Linked DNA regions of Mus musculus: region 1 is linked to region 2. A link is a contact called in public HiChIP or PLAC-seq data. All regions are on one chromosome and are shown on one strand. Each heading gives the region's core, a stretch centred on a gene start, on an enhancer-like site or on the middle of the called end of the contact. The rest is flanking DNA. Distances are from core to core; before and after follow the strand shown.

Region 1 (3,953 bases), core at 634-3,133, 440 kb after region 2:
CACCTCAACAGTCTAAATGTCTAAACTTGTGCTGGACTTCTATGGGTGAAGTAAACTACTTCTGTCTTCTATGCAGAATGGAACCCAGGATTACTAATCTGACGGGACCTAGGCACTGTGAAGGAGACTCTATTCAAGGTGTGTGTGCATGGGGGGTGTAAGTTTTTAACAACAGATTGATTGAGAGCTATGTAAAATTTATACAGACAAACATGAATGACTTTAGAAGTCAGTGGCTTGTAGCATACTAACGGTGTTCTGCAACTGTCACCTCTTCTAAGACATTGCCATCATCCCAGAAAGAGCGTCCATCCTCCAGCCTCTGCTGATACCATCCACTCACGGTCTCTACAGATTTGCCTAGCCTGGTCGCTTCACATGAATGCAGTTTTACCATGAGATAATCTGTGATCAGCTTCTGACGTGTAACACAGTGTTTCTGGTGTTCACTGTGCTGAAGCAAGTACCTCACTTGTATTATGGACATACAGAGCTGCACCATATGCAAGCCACATTTTATTTGCCCACTTATGAGTTGGTGGGGAGCATCTGAGCTATGTCTACTTGTACTTTATGAACATGTAGAAATTTGTGTGGGGGCAAATGTAAGTCGAACTGCTGGGACACACAGTAATTCTGAGTTCAACTACTGCCCACAGCAGCTGTACCTCTTACCAACTGCCCAGTCCCGCACCCCGTCTTTCCAACGTTTGTTAGGGTCCATCTTTTGAGTCACACCATCATTCCTCCATCAGTCACAGCTCTGACCTGATGACTAACGATGCTGAGCGTCTTCACAGCAGTCCCATTTCTGATTGCTTATCTTTAACAGAAAAGTTACTCAAGTCCTTTGCTCATTCCTTAAAATTACATTGTTTTTTAATTAATAAGTCGTAAATATTCTGGATGTTATACATACTCTTTGTGTCTTTATTTTCTTTATTTTCTTGGTAGTGTCCTTTTCTGCATTGAATTTTAAGCTTTAATAAAGTAAAGTTTCAGTTGTCTTCCCATTGTTGCTTAAGCTTCTAAGACCATATTTAAGAGACCACAAGTAAATCCAAGGTCATTAAATTTACTCCCCTTTTGCTCTAAGAGCTGGATAGTTTTATCCTTTACATTTCGGCATTTGATATATTTTGAGTTACATCCATGTACAGTTCCATACAGGAGACCTTGTTCATTTGTTTATAGCTCTCCAACGGCCTGCACAGCACCTGTTAAGGGACAGTTCCTTGTTGAAATGAACTGTGACAGGGGACCCATTCCTAGTAACAATTTAGACATTTGCTTTCTGAGCTGTTGACTCGTGCTGAGTTTGTTTGGTCCCCCTAGGTCCCTTAAGTGACTCACAGGTGTCACTGTTAAACAGGTTTCCATCCATTCTGCCCTTGTACAGATGGTAATTGCGGCAGAATTTCGTCTGGTCATTTCGGAAGGTGTAAAGTACAGAAGTGTTTATTTAGTACAGCATTCCAAGACTCCATCATCTGTATTCTCGGTTACTACAATCAGTCACAGGATACAAGTCAACTTTGTATCAGACTATGGAAGTAGAAACTGGTGAATTAGGTCACATGCCTGCCATTGTGAGGCAGACATAGAGATGACAGATAATACAGAAGTCAAGCCATGGGCAAGATGATTTCAAACTGCCAGGCATCAGGAGTCCCGTTAAAGTACCATTCCCATAACATGTCTTCATGGATTTATGTCTTCACCATCGCCTTAGATAAGGGCCATGTCTACATATCGCTGTGTAAGATTTACTTCAGTGAGGCCTGTACTCCAGGCGCCCTCCTTAAATCTGATACTGACAGCAAGGAGGTCACTCCTTTAGTCCTGCTGAGAGGGATGTACTCTGTGATGTCTGTGGGTCTCACCCAATAGCTGTCTGGTTCTGGGGCTTTAGGGAAAGGCATGAAGTAGCAGTCTGCATAAAAATGTTCCCCATAGACTCACATATTTGAATGCTTAGTCATCAGGGTGTGGCATTATTTAGAAGGATTAGGAAGTGTGGCCTTGTTGGAGGAAGAGTGTCATTAGGGAAGTGGCTTTAGGTTTCAGAAGCCCAAGCCAGGCATGGTGACTCTCTCTTTCTCTCTTGCAGTCTGTGGATCATGATGTAGAACTCTCAGCTACCATCTGCCATGATGAAAATGGACGAACATTGTGAAACTGTAAGCCAGGCCCAATGAAATGCTTTTCTTTATAAGAGTTGCTGTGGTCACGTCTCTACACGGCAACAAAACACAGGCTAAGACACATGACAAACTCCAACTGACCATTTGTTACACTAATGAGGCCTGCTGCCAGTCAAAGGCAGCACAAATAGGGCTCAATGAGTCATTCTTTTAAAAGAATACCAGTAGCAGGGTGAGCCTGGAGGAGTTATGGATAAATATGAACATAACACAATGTGCAAAATTCTCTAAGACTCAGATAAGAACACAGGTTAAAAAGAGGACCGCCTAACGTTGCTGTGACTTTCCCCCATGTAACTAATGCTAGCTGCTGGAGTGTGGGACACTGTCAGAGCATGGGACCACATCTCAGAGTGTGGGACCACAGTGTTCAAGAGCAGCCAGTTATATCCAGCTTGTTCCCTCTTTAAGAATCAATGTCTGCAGAATGTTCGATCAGCCAGATGAGGTAAATGTTTGATTATTTGAATGTTCCAGAAGAAAATTCTTTCCTTGAACCTGTATCACCCAAGAAGAAAACACATTTATGTGGACGAGAACAGTCCTGTCTCTAGAGCCCAAACCAGTGGCTGACATGGGGATCCAATAAGAGTTTGGGTAATGAACAGGCAAATGGATGCAAATTCCACACTCTCTACAACCTTATTTCTCTTATAGGATGTGTGTGTGTGTGTGTGTGTGTGTGTGTGTGTGAGAGAGAGAGAGAGAGAGAGAGAGAGAGAGAGAGAGAGAAGGGGGGAGATAGATAGGCAGACAGACAGACAGAGGCAGAGAGACAGAGTGTGAGTTATCCAGAAGGCATGATATCCTGAGGTACCAAGCTGAGGTTTTTGTGGTTGTTGTTTGATCTTGCTGTAATTCTTTCATTCTCAATAAGTCACTGACTAAGGCTCTCAGGTAACATTAATAAGTGCTATGACTTTGGGGTACCTCTGCACAAACCTGATTCACAGCTGCCCTAAGGAGCCCCTCTAGCCAGCTCACTGCGTGTCCACTGAGCTTTTCCTAACTTCACATATTCACATGTGGAGTAGTCTTCAAAAAACCCATTCCTCCAAAACTTTAAGTTTTCCTTGTGATCATTACATTCCACCTGATTGACAGATTCTCTTGTGAGTGCACTGGCAGCACACTGGCCCACTTTAGGTTATGGCGGGACGTGGCGGAGAAGGGGGAGCGTGCCTGGACTCTGGGATTTCAGTATAAATATTTTGCTCAACAACAACAAAAATCTATTATAATTGCCTTTCTATTCTGCTAGTTGCCTCCCACAGAAGTCAGGCTTAATATTCATCAGCTGAACGGATTCCACAGAAACAATAGTGATTTCTAAAATGAAAAGAATAATGGATGAACACTGGTTTTATTTCATGGCTGTAAAAATCAAAACTCTGACTCACCAAATTAAATTACTCATTAAGATCTAAGTGAAACAACTGTACTCTGCATTCAGGTACTGAGGCTGCCAGACAGAGATGAGGTGATGTTGCAAAGAGATCATTCGATCCCTGTGCCACCCCACTGGGCAGAAGCAGCAGATATAGCTAGGATCACTCGTTTTTAAGAGAGAAGCCATGCGTATGGAGCTCAATACAGATTGTCTGTTCTCTCCTTTGACCATGTGGGTTCTGGGACTCAAACTCAGGTCATCAGGCTGAGCAACAAGTACCTTACTACTGAATCAGCTCACACACTCTGGGATCACTAGTAATGTCTTAAGCCTACACAAGATGAGTATTAACACTCTTC
Region 2 (4,138 bases), core at 1,130-3,629:
TCTCAAGGCCATCAACGATGCGTCCCTGAACTCATTGGTAATGTCTATCTACACTGGAGTAGCCTTCCATGTTTTCTGCTATGCTCTCAAGGTTAACACAGTCAACCAATTCCAGCTCTGGTAGACTTATTCTTAACAGTTTTGCTGATAGTAATGGAAAATAGATTCTTTTCTCCAGAGGACCTCTTAAAGCCTCTTCTAAGCCCCATCATACTTTGTTTTTAACAGCAGAAAACAAAGGCTTCCCTGTGGAGTTCTCCTCTGGTATGCTTCCTGCCTGGAGGCTAACACCATGCAGGAGAGCCTTCCTTTCAAGCCTGTCAGCCTCTCAAGGTTCTGGGCCTCAGAAATCAATCAACTTTGAATATCTGTGAACATCTATGGCAGCGAGTCGCACACGTGCTGCAGTAAGAATGTTGAGCACAAAGGACATTCTTCAGGATTTGGCTCTCTCCTTCCGTCAAGTGGTAGAATCACAAAATATTCTTCCTTTTTTGTTTGTACTTGAATATGTACTGTGTGTATGTGGATGCTTGTTGGCGCATGTGCATGATGTGTGCATGTGGTGGCCTCAGGTTGACACTCAGAAATGTTGCTCCATTACTCTACACTTTGGTCATTGGAGCAGGGTCTCCCAGTTGAACCCAGAGCTTACTGACAGGATACTCTAGCCCACAGCTAGGGAGGACCTCCCTGCCTCTGTCTGCCAAGCACTGGAATTACGGGTGCACACTACACCCCACCCACTCACGTTTATATGGATACTGGGGATACAAACTCTATTCTTCTCACTCAGTAAGGACTCTACCCTCTGAGCCATCTCCCCAACACTTGCAGACAACACACATATATTCAAATATGTTACAAGTTAAATAATGCCAACAATAAAACATTTTAATGAATTTTTCTAAGAGTATGAAACAGTCACTTTCACCTGCTTCTAAAGAAGCTACAGTAGCTGGGCATCACCAGTGGCACAAACCCCCTAGTCCCAGCAATGTGAAGGCAGAGGTGGGGGTGGGGCAGGGCGGGGTGGGGGCGGGGGCAGAAGCAGGTAGATATCTGTGAATTCAAGGCTATCCCGGGCTACATAGTGAGACTCTGTCTCAAAAAAAAAATTAAAAATAAATAATTTATGGCATTTCAGAAACCAAGCATATGCTTCTGAACTGTGCATTCAAAAGCAACCACAGTTGGTAAATATTTTGGGGGGCTTCTTGACCAAAATATAACAGGAAGCTCTGATTGTCTATTAATATGGTCACAGTTACTAGCTGGCAAGCCCAACCCGAACTGCCTAACAGCAGCAGAAGCAGGCTGTTTGAAGGCAGGGCAGCCTTCCACATGACTTACACGCTCTGTGATCCTAAGGAAACTAGTTAGGAGATGCTGCCAGCACACACTCTTCCCAGGGATGCACATCATCATTCGTCAATCATGGTTCTACACTGATGCACCCTGTTCAGAGCTGAGCCTGCCATGGGATGGTGGGTCGCCAGCAAACCTCGATGCTCGAAAAACCAAAAGAGGGGGGGGGGAGAGAGAGAGAGAGAGAGAGAGAGAGAGAGAGAAAGAGAGAGAGAGAGAGAGAGAGAGAGAGAGAGAGAGAGAGAGAGAGAGGGAAAGAGAGAGAGAGAGAGAGAGAGAGAGAGAGAGAGTTGAACGGGAGGGGAGCAGTGGCATCCTCCTGTGTTCTCTTCCTGCCCTGGCCTATGCCAAGAAAAACAGAGGACGTGGGAACTGACCACTGTGATCCACTAATACTAGCTCTGAGGCACTGTCCAGGGTGGAGAAGGCTAGAAGCTGGCCGTGACAGGCTGACAGAAGACGTGTCGCAGTGAAGCATCAGAAAATGAAGATTGACATGTCACTGTGAAGCAGACTCCCATTCTGGCTCCTCTCTAGTGGGCTCCATATAATCTGACATGAGGTCACAAGGAATGTGCCACACATCCCAAACTTGATCTCTCAAGGCCTTCACAGGATGCTTCCTGGAGGAGTGGCTGCCTCCAGGACAGGGACGGGACAAAAATACGATGAGCCAGGAGAGCAAAGAATGCAAACAATGAAGGGCCATCTAGAGAGGCATTTACCTTCATTAATAATCATTACAGAAAGAACTTCTGGGTAAACTCAGAGCACAGCAACACATATAAATAAATAAATAAACGAGGTAGTGTGTACCTGTTAGTAAGTCTTAAAGTATATTGCCTACAAACACACATTGCTTATTAACCAGTGAATACAAAGTACTCATTAATTAACTTCACAGTAAAGAAATTTAGCAAACAGCATTAGTGTAGCATGTTATAGGCCCTGCAGGGTCCAGTCCTCAGCACCACAAAGGAAAGATACAATTAGGACATAATTTAGAAGGTTGAGTGCCTAGCAGGGCAAGTTTGATCTGGTTCTCTAAGCTGCTCTCCACCCGCTTTGATTACCTATGCACTGCAATGGCGGAGTACAGAAGCTCTGCGGGTGCCTCGCAGACAGCCCAACTTCCTGAGGAGCCCATGTTGGGACCATCAGGAGAACTGTGCCTCTTATTCTAAATGCAACAGAAAATCTAAACCCATTAGTTTTATACTGTTTCTGTGTGTGTATGTGAGTGCATATATGCGTGAGTATGTGTGTGTGTGTGCCTGTGTGCCTGTGTGTGTCTGTGTGCCTGTGTGTGTGTGCCTGTGTGTGTGTGCCTGTGTGTGTGTGCCTGTGTGTGTGTGCCTGTGTGTGTCTGTGTGTGTGTGTGCCTGTGTGTGTGTGCCTGTGTGTGTCTGTGTGCCTGTGTGTGTGTGTGTGCCTGTGTCTGTCTGTGTGCCTGTGTGTGTGTGTGTGCCTGTGTGTGTGTGTGTGCCTGTGTGTGTGTGTGTGCCTGTGTCTGTCTGTGTGCCTGTGTGTGTGTGTGCCTGTGTGCCTGTGTGTGTGTGTGTGCCTGTGTGTGTGTGTGTGCCTGTGTCTGTCTGTGTGCCTGTGTGTGTGTGTGCCTGTGTGTGTGCCTGTGTGCCTGTGTGTGTGTGTGTGCCTGTGTGTGTGTGCCTGTGTGTGTGCCTGTGTGTGTGTGCCTGTGTGTGTGTGCCTGTGTGTGTGTGTGTGCCTGTGTGTGTGTGTTTTGGGGTAGCCCAGGCTAACATTGAACATGTCTGCTGTTGTGCCTCAGCAGCTGGAGTGCCAGAATTATATAGGCTCTTGTCCCCTTTCAGTCTGTTCTGCTTTTATATTGTTTTGGTTTTTTGAAAGTGTACTCCCTAGTTTTGTCAGCTTGACATGAACCTAGATATATCTGGGAAAAGGGAATCTCAATTGAGAGATTGCCTCTATAAGATTAGTCCAAAGTCATGTTTGTAGGTATTTTCTTGATTAATGATTGAAGTGGGAGGGGCCAGATCACTGGAGGTGGTGCCATCCTGGGGCAGGTGTCCTGGGTGGTATAAGAAAGCAGCTGAGTATGCCATGGGGAACAAGCCAGTAAGTAGCATCCTTCATGGTCTCTGCTCCAGTTCCTGTCTCCAGGTTACAGTAAGCAGCATCCTCCATGGTCTCCGCTCCAGTTCCTGTCTCCAGGTTACAGTAAGCAGCATCCTCCATGGTCTCTGCTCCAGGTCCTGTCTCCAGGTTACAGCTTGAGTTCCTTCCCTGACTCCCTCAGTGATGGTCTGAGAGCTGTAAGATGAAATAAACCTTTCTTCCCACATTGCTTTTGGTGAAGGTGTCTGTCCTAGCACTAGAAAACAAACTAAGGATCTTACTTAGACTAGGTTGGCTTTAAACTCCTGACCCTACCGCAGTCTCCCACGTCCTGTAATGCCAGGCTTGCGTCCTTGCACCCAACTTGCCTGAGGTTATGAGCAGAGATGGGATGTCATCATCTTTATGAATTTATAAAACAACTCAAGTTGCTAACTAGATGTCAGTGTATAAGGGGAGTGGGGTGCAGATGGGGATCCATGTCTGAAAGAAGCTTGGATGCTGGGCTCTGAGCATCTAGTGAGGAAGGGGGAGACTTGGGAGGCACAATGGATATAGGACTCATGGGCAGATGGATGGGTGGGGTTGGGGAACAGAAGGAAAGAACTGACAGCCGAAAGCTAACGCCAGCAAGAGACTTCTGGAAGGAACCATTCCTGAGTGACTGCTGATG

Evidence for each region. HiChIP or PLAC-seq counts read pairs in DNA pulled down with a chosen protein or histone mark.
Region 1: an H3K27ac HiChIP or PLAC-seq map of embryonic stem cells shows a contact between it and region 2, with 2.7 times the contacts expected there. The contact joins two enhancer-like sites. A contact is called at or near these places in 2 of 115 datasets of contacts at active chromatin or transcription factors (embryonic stem cells and pancreatic cancer cells).

What each region holds. Positions count from the first base shown.
Region 1 is chr3:9,490,003-9,493,955 of GRCm38.p6, forward strand. All of the region lies in intron 2 of Zfp704 (zinc finger protein 704), which reads right to left. Among named protein-coding and RNA genes, the nearest start is that of C030034L19Rik, 89 kb to the left of the region's middle. Within about 2 kb of position 1,884, at least 21 of the 459 cell types and tissues checked have an H3K27ac peak or open chromatin away from gene starts, as enhancers often do. A contact at or near this core is called in embryonic stem cells, where this site is marked.
Region 2 is chr3:9,047,287-9,051,424 of GRCm38.p6, forward strand. No RefSeq gene overlaps it. Among named protein-coding and RNA genes, the nearest start is that of 4930539M17Rik, 13 kb to the right of the region's middle. Within about 2 kb of position 2,380, at least 13 of the 459 cell types and tissues checked have an H3K27ac peak or open chromatin away from gene starts, as enhancers often do. A contact at or near this core is called in embryonic stem cells, where this site is marked.